2 separate regions of the Astyanax mexicanus genome follow, and region 1 is linked to region 2. A link is a contact called in public Hi-C data. All regions are on one chromosome and are shown on one strand. Each heading gives the region's core, a stretch centred on a gene start, on an enhancer-like site or on the middle of the called end of the contact. The rest is flanking DNA. Distances are from core to core; before and after follow the strand shown. Region 1 holds the start of epb41l2 (erythrocyte membrane protein band 4.1 like 2). Region 2 overlaps epb41l2 (erythrocyte membrane protein band 4.1 like 2).

Evidence for each region. A called contact is a pair of places that touch in the nucleus more often than the background predicts.
Region 1: a contact with region 2 is called in a Hi-C map of muscle, with 13 times the contacts expected there. The contact joins the promoter of epb41l2 here to the enhancer-like site in region 2. A contact is called at or near these places in 2 of 3 Hi-C or Micro-C datasets (both in muscle).

Annotation. Positions count from the first base shown.
Region 1 is chr1:41,665,969-41,671,512 of AstMex3_surface, forward strand. epb41l2 (erythrocyte membrane protein band 4.1 like 2) reads right to left here and starts at 2,281. Exons shown (of 25, transcript XM_049478882.1): 1 at 2,258-2,281.
Region 2 is chr1:41,558,777-41,564,265 of AstMex3_surface, forward strand. epb41l2 (erythrocyte membrane protein band 4.1 like 2) reads right to left here. Exons shown (of 25, transcript XM_049478882.1): 13 at 5,129-5,238. Among protein-coding and RNA genes, the nearest start is that of epb41l2, 110 kb to the right of the region's middle. Within about 2 kb of position 2,100, the one cell type or tissue checked has an H3K27ac peak away from gene starts, as active enhancers do.

The sequences.
Region 1 (5,544 bases), core at 1,031-3,530, 110 kb after region 2:
GAACACATGCATGCTGTGGATTAAGAAATTGCTCAAACGTTACATTGCCTTGCCTCAAACATGATAGCCAGTGTGTAATCAGCCTCAATTACAAGATAACACCTCACCATTTATGCACGTTTCTAAACTGTTCCCTGAGGTAACACTTCATGATCAAATTGTGTATTGCTATCCCATGACTTTTTGGCATGTCAGTTTATATTAACAGATATACAAAATGTAGTGTTTTGTACATTTACTTTGACTTTTATTTCACTTTTTTTGTATATCTTTTTATTTCAATTTTTATGTGTTTAACTTAATTGAATTTATTAATATGCATTCATTCCTGCCTTTCAGGTCTGGAACACATTCCACAAAAATTATAAAGGAAGTGCAGGTCATAAAGGGCAAGAGCTCAAGCCAGAAGCTGAACACCTGTGATATCTGCTCCTGATAGCACTGCATCAAGGAAATTTTTAAAAAGAAAAATTAACAACAATGACCCTGCACTTTATTGCAGGGGAATGGGACAAAATAACACTGGGGCCCTATTTTTTTTTACTTCCCAATTTATGTCCCAACCATTCAGCTGCTACTCAGCTGTATATCACAATACACAACACAAGAAGAGTGAGGCACATGCCTCCTTTGATACACGTGAAGTCTGCATCTTTTACAACTGTTACTGATGCAGCATTGGAGGAAAGCGCAGCAACTCGGTTCCGATACATCAGCTCACAGATACCTTGTGCTGATTGACATCACCCTAGAGAGAGAACAAGGCCAATTGTGGTCTCTCAGGGCTCCGGCAGGTGACGGCAAGCTGCATGACCGGGATTCAAACCAGCGATCTCCCAATCATATTAGCAGCACTTAGCCTGCTGGACCACTCTGCGCCATTGGGGCCCTATTTTAGCGACCTATTGCCGAGTCACCAACCGTTCACCGCACAGCTTGATTTAGGTCAGTGTGTGTTTGATATCATGAAGATCCAAAAACTATGCCTTGCGTGGCTCCAAACATGCAAAAGGCATGTACTTATTCTCTTCATTAATTATGGTTGTGTTTTGAGCATAATGGTAAATAAATAAATGCTAAATAAAAAAAAAACTTTCAGTGCCAGGTGTACTCTGACTTTGGCAGATTGCTATTTTAATGGTGCAGCGTTTCTGCGCTTTTCAGCAGAGATAACCTGCTTGATTATACTGTGAAGGTGTGCAAGCAGGTCATTTACAGAAACAGCAATGTTTTATTTTTCAGTATTTTGTTTATTGTTGATGTAAAAGTTGGGTTTGCGAACGGCTGTATGTCCATGTATGTGTGTAACAAGTGTGGGCATATGTGCGCTGTGCACAAGGTGCACATCTTGGTAGCCAAGATAGCAATGCAATAGTCTGACCGATCTCTGTTGTCAGAGAAATTAGGTGTATCGGAATACACCTAATTTCCAGACAAACAAAGCCATCGGCGCACATATGTTTCTAAACCCCATCACTATTTAAATGTTGCAGATGCATGGTGTGAAACTAGACTGTCTGTGGGGTGTAAGATAACAATGAGCATTGCAACACACCTTGCACAGGGTGTAAGATAGGGCCCTGGGTCATTTGAAATCCTCATTGTCAAACAAAGAAAGGCAAAATAACAAAATTGTAAATACTTTACAGGTTAAATGTTATCGGAGTATGCTGCAGAGATGTATAGTAATAAATTAGATGAAAATAAGCAGAAAAAATATGAAACATTTTGGATTTGTATGTTATGACGTATTTATTATAACCAATTTATGATGCGTATATTTTTGTTTTATTGTCACCAGCTATTAATTATTTAGTAACTACTATGAATTATTCAGTATCTAATCTTAATGACTGAGTGTATATACTGTTTATACTATCAATTATCCAATAACTACTATCATTTTTTATTAGCTTCTACGGATTACACAGCATCTACTATATACTCATTTATTACCAGTAAATAAACCATTCTGTACATACTATGTCTAATATTTTCTATGAATTGTTCAGTAATGGCTACTGTTTGTTTAGTAAGTATTATATGCATTATTTTATATTTTCTATAAGTTATTTAGTATCTACTATAAATCAAATAGTAGCTTATGTATGCAATTATGGGGTGATGTGATGTGGTGTGGACCATCCTATGAAACATTTTAAGGTGTCAAAATACCACAGTGCTGAGTGTACCTGAACTAAGGTGAGATACAGTAAGTTTTAAGATCATGTGTAATTTGGAACAGCTTCCAACTCACCAGAAGACATGCCAGCGTCCAGATGAAGATGAAGCCATACAGATCCATCCAGTCCACGTGGGTCAACATCACACAAACAGATCCGGTCATCACAGATTATAGACAGAGAAACACACACATACAAATTGGTGAGGCTTTGGCATTGAAATCAACTCACAATACAATAAACCTGACAACCCTGACTCTAACAGTACAAAACACAGTTTTACATAAATTAAGGTCTCGTAAGGTGGCTTTTGGACCCCATCTAACACTATAATGTGTTCCCTGCTCTGAGAAACACACCTGATTCATATTATTCAGGCATTAATCAGGGCTTATCACATCTGCATTAAAAAGTATAACAGCAAACAAACCAATAAAAAACCAGAAACCAGACCTACCTTACCTTAGTGAACTCAAACAATCTCTTCCGACAGGCCGATCTACAAATGGAGACTTTGAACAGGTGGATTCAAGTTGATTAGCGATATCTGTTTCTATTAGAAGTGCCAGGATATATAACCTGGGCTGAAATTCACTTCCTCACCCCTGCAGTTTGCTGCGTAGCTGCATGACTGTCCAGATTTGGGGAAAAAGGATTAGAGCTGAAAGGACTTATCCCAATCCACCATCTGGCCCCCAGAAATCAAATCAAATGCAGGAGAGAGAACCATAAAGAGGAGCTCCTAGAGGCTGCTAGTGCCTTCTATCTTCAGCTAACTCACGGTTACAGTGTTGCACAACATCACCTGTCTCAGCAGTGTTGTGGCTTCAGGACAGAGTTAAACAGGGCTAAATCTCTATCACTAAAAATAGCTACTCTGGCTATTGGCCAGGGGCAAAGGTCAAAGAGGAGTTACCTGTTAAATCTGAAGGTGCTGTATGTAGATACAAACTTCATGTATATATATTATTTGCATAGTAGGTGACAGGGTAGGTACTGGATAATTCATAGTAGATAGTGGTTGTTAAATAGTGAATTCTGAAAAGTTAATAGTAAGTACTGAATAATACATCGTAGGTTCTAATTAATTAATAGTAGATACTAAATTATTTATAAAAGATACTAAATACATCAGAGCTGAATTTGAATAATTTATAGACATTACTGAACAATTAAAAGTAAAATGTATTCATTCGGAGTACATACTAAATAATCTATGGTATATGCTGAATAATTCAGTCGTTAATGAATAATTCATTAGAAAAATATATTAATTCATTATAAATACTAAATAATCCATAGTAGATTCTGAAAATATCATAGTTGTTATTGAATAATTCATAGTAAAAAATTATCAATTCCTATTAAATACTAAATAATTCATAGTAGATACTGAATAATTCATTGCAGATACTGAATAATTCTGTAATGGCTAGGGGCCGGCCGAGTGCTTCTTCGGCCGCCAGGGGGAGGTCTTGAGCCCCTAATCAGACCTGATCCACTCCACCTGGGTTTGCCCCTATATAAACCCTGAGATTCAGGTCCTCGGGGCTGGATCTTTGAAGCTCGTGGGAGCGAATCTATGCCGGTTTCTAGACCGAGCCTCTGCTCTTTTTCCCCTTCTCTTCCTGCTATCCCTTTGGAGAGAGTATGATCCAGCACCGCTGGCATACTCCTCCCGCATAAGTAGCTTCCTCTGTCCCTTTATATCTCGAGTGTGGTGTAGTCGTGTTGTGCGGTGTGCTCCGCGGCTAACCCCCCTTTCTCTCGGGTCTGTGTGTCTGTGTTTGTGTGTGTGTGGTAGCCGCTGCGAGGCGCGCGGTGTGCTCACCTTTTCTCTCCCCTCGCTGTTCCTCTTCTCTCTGGTGGAGCAGCGTTTAATCCAAAAGCACCCCAATTCACTTCTTTGTTTAGTTTGGAAGCTCTTTTGTTTTTACCTCGCGCCATAAGAGGTAGCCGTTAGCTTCCGCGGCGAGTCTTGTTTACATTCTCCCCCACTATTTCACTCACGCTAGGCGTGGCTTTGTTTTGCACCCGTTTTCGTCCTCCGCCCGTTTTCGTTGCTCCGCCCCTTTCGGCGGAGGCTCCAAGGGCGAATAAAGCGGCCGCATCCCAATCCGCTCGCTGGTGCAGCGGTTAGAGCACTGGGCTGCGACCGCGACAGCCTGGGTTCGATTCCCGCGTGGAGCGGGGTTTAATAAGGATATATATATATATATATATAAATATATTTATATCTATATATACATACATACATATATATATACATATAATTTTATTATTATAATATTATATATCCTATTAATATATATTTATGTATATTAATGATTATATATAATTAATTATTATTGTTATTATCATTATTTCCCTTTTTTCTTGAGTTTACCTGCTTTGAGATCTACTGTTCTGCCACTGGGTTCTACAACTCTCTGGGCTGGAGTGCCACCTATCTGTAGCACTCCAACCCATTACAGAAAGATCCAGCCCCAAACATGGATCCAGCAGAACAGTTGGATCTCGAGCAGGTAAAAATTGCCCTGGGGAACCAGGGGGTGGCAATAGGGAAGCATGAGCAGACCCTGCAGCAGATCTTAGCCCAGCTGCAGGGTCTGACGGCTAGGCTGGCCCGGAACCCACCCCCAACCATTCAACCAGTTCCCCAGGGGCCGGACCCTGTTCTGGCAGAGCAGCCTGTGGCGGCTGCACCCCCCTCTGCACATTTTGTTGAGCCACCGTTACCGGCTCCAATGCGCTACGGGGGCGAGCCAGGGGGCTGTAGGGGTTTCCTCCTACAGTGCTCGCTGGCTTTCGAGCTACAACCCTCCCGCTTTCAGTCGGAGCGGGCCAAGGTGGCATACATCGTCTCCCTCCTCACCGGAAAGGCATTAGCGTGGGCAACCCCAGTATGGGTACACCAGCCGGGTGTTTGCACCACAGCTATGCTGTTCGCGGAAGCTCTTTCGCGAACATTTGACCTTCCGGTTCGAGGAGAGGAGGCGGGGGCCCGCCTCCTGAACCTGCGTCAGGGTAGGAGGTCGGTGTCTGAGTATGCCATCGAGTTCCGTACGCTCGCGGCTGAAAGTGGGTGGAACGCTAGTGCGCTCGCTAGCGCATGCCATCACGGGCTCAATGAGGATCTCAAGGATGAGCTCGCCCATCGCGACTCACCAACTACACTTGATGACCTCATTGAGCTCACCCAGAGGCTGGATAACCGCCTAAGGGAGCGGTATAGGGTACGGACTGGGGATGGACCCCCCAGTCCTACAGGTAATAGAGGGCGGCCCGTGCAGTTGAGGCACACGCGCCTCTCGCAAGAGGAGCGAGACACCCGCATGCGAGACGGCAGGTGCCTCTATTG
Region 2 (5,489 bases), core at 850-3,349:
TTGTGTACACTTGTGTATACGTCCACGATGGTGGGATCGCTCTGGTTTCTAAGCTCACTAACAGTGTGAATGAGGCGAGAAGGGAACAGGCTATAAATAGACTCCCTAAGGAATGCTGGGAAAATGGATTTTTAAAAATAGGAGAGAGTCTGACCCCAGGCTGAGCTGGAGAGCGAGAGAAAGCGAGCACAGAATATCTGGTGGAGAGAGGATAGAGGCAGTGGGAGAGAGGGAAAATAAGAGCGGTACAGTGTGCATAGCAGGGATAGCAGTGAGGGAGGAGAGTGCACGGGTATACTCTCACACACACACGTACACACGTGTGCAGTGCTTAATTTGTAAATCAATTTGCTGGAGCTCTCAGACAAGGCCAGAGGGTGCCTGAGACCAGAGAACAGCATGCTTTTTACGTCACAGTCCTACGCTAAATATAGCATTCTCATGAACTCTCAGTGGGATGCAAAGCGTTCTTTTTGAAGGCATGATCTGAAAAAATCAGGGTATCAGGGTCCGATTTAGGTCTATTTGAAAAAGGATCAGTGACGGCTTTGTTAAACATCTGTTTAGCCAGCCACTGCACTTTATTTACAGCCATTAAAAATATGTGACAGTAGCACAATTAGCCTCTTGAGTGTAATTTTACAAACTTCCATTGTCAAAAATTAGCCCCCCAAAAACTTAAAAATAATAATTATAATTGTCTTGGGTTTATGAACTATTCAAACACACAAGTAAAATAATCAAAATTTAAGGCAATAAATCTAATATATTTCTCTGATGAGATTTCTTGTCATTGTAAGTGTAAGATTATATTGCTTATTTTAGGAATAATGATAGTCAGTCTTACCTAGAATTTCCACCTTATTTTAAGTCTTTTTAAGTAACTCAAAATAAGCAGAAGAAGTCAGAGTTTAAGCTATTCTGATTCTTGTGTTCACATTTTTGCATGATTAATTTGCTTATATTTTGAGATCGCTTATGTTAAGAAATCTTACTAAGAAAAATGAACTTAGCCCATTGGCTGATTTATTTGCTTAAGATTTTTTGCAGTGTATAATATGGATTAGGCTTGGTTTTAAGTATGGATGTTTGCAAAAGGATACAAAACCACAACGCCAGCATTATAAGTATTACTACTACCCTTTCCTCCACTTTTATTCTTCACCTTTAATATTATTGGATGTTCCATTAATATTAATATTGGCCTATTCAGTTAACATTTAGCCAACTTATTGTCTCAGATTGTAAAGAAATCATGAGACTGAAATATGAACAGAAAATATGTACAATGGCAGTGTTACAAAAGTTCTGCACACATATTGTTAAATCATTAAGACTGAGTTAAGTTGTAGAGATGTGGGTATACGAAGTAATCAAAATTACTTCAAATGGACATCACACATTTTTGTGCTTTATTTAAGTCAAAACCCTTTAATGTGCTTGAATTCAGTGACTTGATCCATATTTGGTATCAGAGCTATGTAAAGTTTTTAGCAATGAAAAAACGAAGTTCAAGCAGGAGTTAGCTCCTACGTAAAATGCTGGAAATCTTAAAAACAAGGAACCTAAAGCTACACTGTAATCATTTGACAGTATTGGAATACAGATCATAATGGCTCAAAGTCTGAGAAGCTCCGGCACAAATTAAGCGCTACACACAGGTAAGGCGGGTGGGGGTAAACATCTGGTTCGGTTTTAAGCAGCAGGGTCACACGTCTCCTCCTGAGAGGTGGCTTCCACTGTAACCTCTGCAGGCCAAAAGCGGGTGTGGGTTTTGGGCTCTAGGTAACACAGTGACACAGCCAGTGGCAGCGCCAGGGCCAGCGAGAGCACCACTGAGTGGCAGGCGGAGAGGAAAACAGCAAAGATGAGAAGGAAAGATGGGAGCAGGGAGGGCGAGGAGAGGGGCAGGTAGCGCTGCATTCGCTCTGGCAAAAGGGCGGTGCACTCCTCCGGCAGACAGGGCAGACTGATGTAACCGTCTTCATCCAGCAGGGTGGGCAGCCGCAGACCCTTAAGCAAGGCCAGGAGGGTGGAGCCTACTCTGGGAAACGCTCTGGAGGAGCATGAGGTAGGGTAGAGGTCAGTTGGGTCGGAAATAGTGCCCCCTGGTGGAGCGGAGGATGCTGTGGATGTGCCATCGACGGCAAAATTGGCGTAGTCGGCAGGGATTTCGGGATTTCCAGGGTTTGAGGGGTTCCCAGTGCTGCCAAGGTCGCCGGCCACCCAGGCAGAGGGGTCAGAGGAGTCAAACGGAATGTCAGGATCGTCCTCAGAGATGTCGGACAAGATGTCCAGTTCGGAGATGGTGTCCAAAGTCGGGGGGAGCGAGGAGAGGGAAGACGACGAAGGAGAAAACGGAAACATGAAGAGAGACTGGAGGTGTATAAGGAGTGATTGACAACCCGCATTTGGCCATGCAAGGGGTAAACAAACGGAAGCACAGATGAGAAACAGAAAGGGGGGAGGGAGTGAAAAAACATGTGCATGACATAAAGAAAAAATAACAGCACAGGAAAAACAAAAGAGTGTTCAGGAAAAAGAGAAAAGGAGAGAGAAACACAACATTAGTCAAGTGAGACAGTGTAAGGTCAAAAGGTTGCAGTGCAGCAGAGGGTTGTGGAGGGGAGTGAACAGTTCAGGGTAGGAGAGGAACATTAAGGAAAGAGTGAGGGTTTGAGAAAAGCTTGTTTGTTTGTGTGAACTCTAGTTTAAAAAAAATATTTAAAAGAAAAAATGACAAATTCTAGCATCAAGGCCTTAGAGGCCCAAGGTTAAAGAACAGCACGGCTCTGTCCAGCAGAACATCCAGACTACAGCCCAGCCTCGATAAGAACTTATCGCTATATAACTATATAAGAACATAAGACGCAGGTCTGTTAACATTCCTCACTTTTCCAGACAGCATTTTAACTTAAGCCAGGCTTAATCCTTAAGTGTCTCAGATATCACCTGAGACAACGTCATAGAATCGTTTCTGATAGTTTGACTGAAATAAGTGGAGAAACTGTTTAAAATTAGTGTCTGTAGGTAGAAGAAATTATTTTTAATGACATGAATTTTATGGGAAGCTAAGCTGCCACTAAGTTGCCGTTTATTCTATTTAGGAGTGTGTTAAGCCGATATTCAATATTAAAATAAGTCTGATACTCTCTTTCTCATAACTTTTGCACTGCAGAAGTAAATTTGCGATAGCAAGTTTTAAATGTAAAAGCACTATTGAGGGAAATATATGACTAGAATTACACTACTGGGGTAGATTTACGACGCAAACTACACCATTTTGAACATTTATGATTAAAATTGCACCGCTAAGGCAGCTAGCTAAATGTAACTTCAGCCAAATATTTTATTTTGTTTGGCTTCTGCCAAAATTTTAGCTGTTTGTTCCTAATAATCACCTTGTTTGTTTTGAAAACTTCCCCTGACAGTGACTGATGCTAATCTCCAACTTCCACTGACTGCAACTGGTCCAAATCATCACCTTGTGGGATGGAAGAACCACTTTACCACTACCTTGTTTGTCTGAGATGACAGTCCTAGTTACAATGTCATATTGTACTTGTAAAGCTCGAAGAACCTCTCTGTGTATATAACTAGTAAAAGTGAATGAAAACATTAATGTCTGTAGACTTCCAAAGGGTAAGCAACAACAGTAAGTGTCAGAGCCGTATAAATGAGCTGCATTCATTTGACAGATGAACTGGTGACTTGGGCCGTATAAATAATATCTCCAGGATGGTAAGAGGCTGAAGCTGTCTTTAAGTCTCTGTGAAAGGCCTCTGTTTGGTACATCGAGGGTCAGAAGAGAATGACTAGGCGGACTGGTCACTCACAATAGGTCTGAATGCAGCCCTTTGAAAAAGATGTGAAGGTCGCGTCTGAGTCAGAGACGGCGGATACAGAGCAGGCTGGAACAGACTGGACATCAGGGGCATTATATGAGTCAAGTCTGACTACACAGAGCTGCTTTCAGCAGCAGGGCAGATACAAGTTGATTTTAGTACGAGAGGGACATACACAATAGTTTCAGTTCTTGTAAACAAGAGGAAATCTGTGAAATCCTTCACAGATTAAAACAACAAGCAATTATACAATTAAAACAAAAACAATAGAACCTTTTACTCCAAGAGCCTGTTTTAAGCTCCATAACACATTAGATCATAGGAGACATTGTGGTTATTATGGTTTTCTAAAATTGCACCAGCATATACATCAGAATTAGGAACAATAATTAAATTATAATAATTAAGAAAAAAAAGAATGACCTATTCTAGGCCTGGGGGATGCATATTTAAATGATTTAAATATGCATAAATCACAAGTTTTATTCCAATAACAGCATTATATTAATAATTCACTAATTCCAATAATACAACAAATAAACTGAATAACATCATAATCAATAACACAATCATAAAGAACATCAATAATTCCCATAGTTTTTTTTTCTCAATAACATTATCATTTATCCCAATATCATTCATAATATCAATGTTTTACCAATAAATCATTATAATTGCAATGTATTATGAAAATCAATCATCGTAATCCTAAAGTACTATGAGAATGAATAATCATAATCGCAATGTATTATGAGAATCAATCATCATAATCAATATTCTTTCCAATAAATCATCATAATCCCAATATTCATTCCAATAAATAATCATAATTCCAATATAATTTCAATATATCATCATAATCCCAATGTATTATCAGAATCAATGACCATAATCCCAATATGCATTCCAATATCATCATAATCCCCATGTATTATGCTAATAAATCATCATAATCGCAAAGTTTAATTACAATAAAATTATCAATAGTTCCAGTTACATTTTATCCATGATAGCAAGGGTTATGTATAAACTCAATATTTTAACCAATTTAACTGTAGAGAAAAGTAAATCAATCACACATAATCCAATCATTAAAAAAGGATACTTTTAGATTCCTGATCACAATAAATAGATTTTTTGTTCAAATCAGCAATAACTGTTTAAAGGGTTAAGTAATAATACACGTACACACTTTTCTTTTCTTCCTCCTTTTTTCTTCTCGCTCTTTCATGACCTGTAAAAGGTGAGGATGAGAGTGGGGATGGAGGTTAGTGTTTTCTCACCTTTGAGTCAGATGAGAGCTCGAGGGCGGGGTCATGTCCATTCTCTCCAGAGCCAGGGGTGCGTGCAGAATCCAGCATGTGGCCATGATCACTCACACTGATCACTGGAGCTGAGGGTAGAAGATAAACACAGGCTTTACTGATTAGTTTACTGTCTTAGTTTATAGATAACCTAAATTAATACAGTATCTACACATTGATTTCTAGACGTGTTCTTGAGCGCATGCAGTGATTCCTGGTGCAGAATCATGACAGTTTTTGACCTAAAGATCACCAGCTTCCAATACTGACCACTGGTTTTGTCCTTTGCATGCTGGGATTTCTCCAGATTCTCTTTTTCAATTTTTTGATTGTTTTTTAT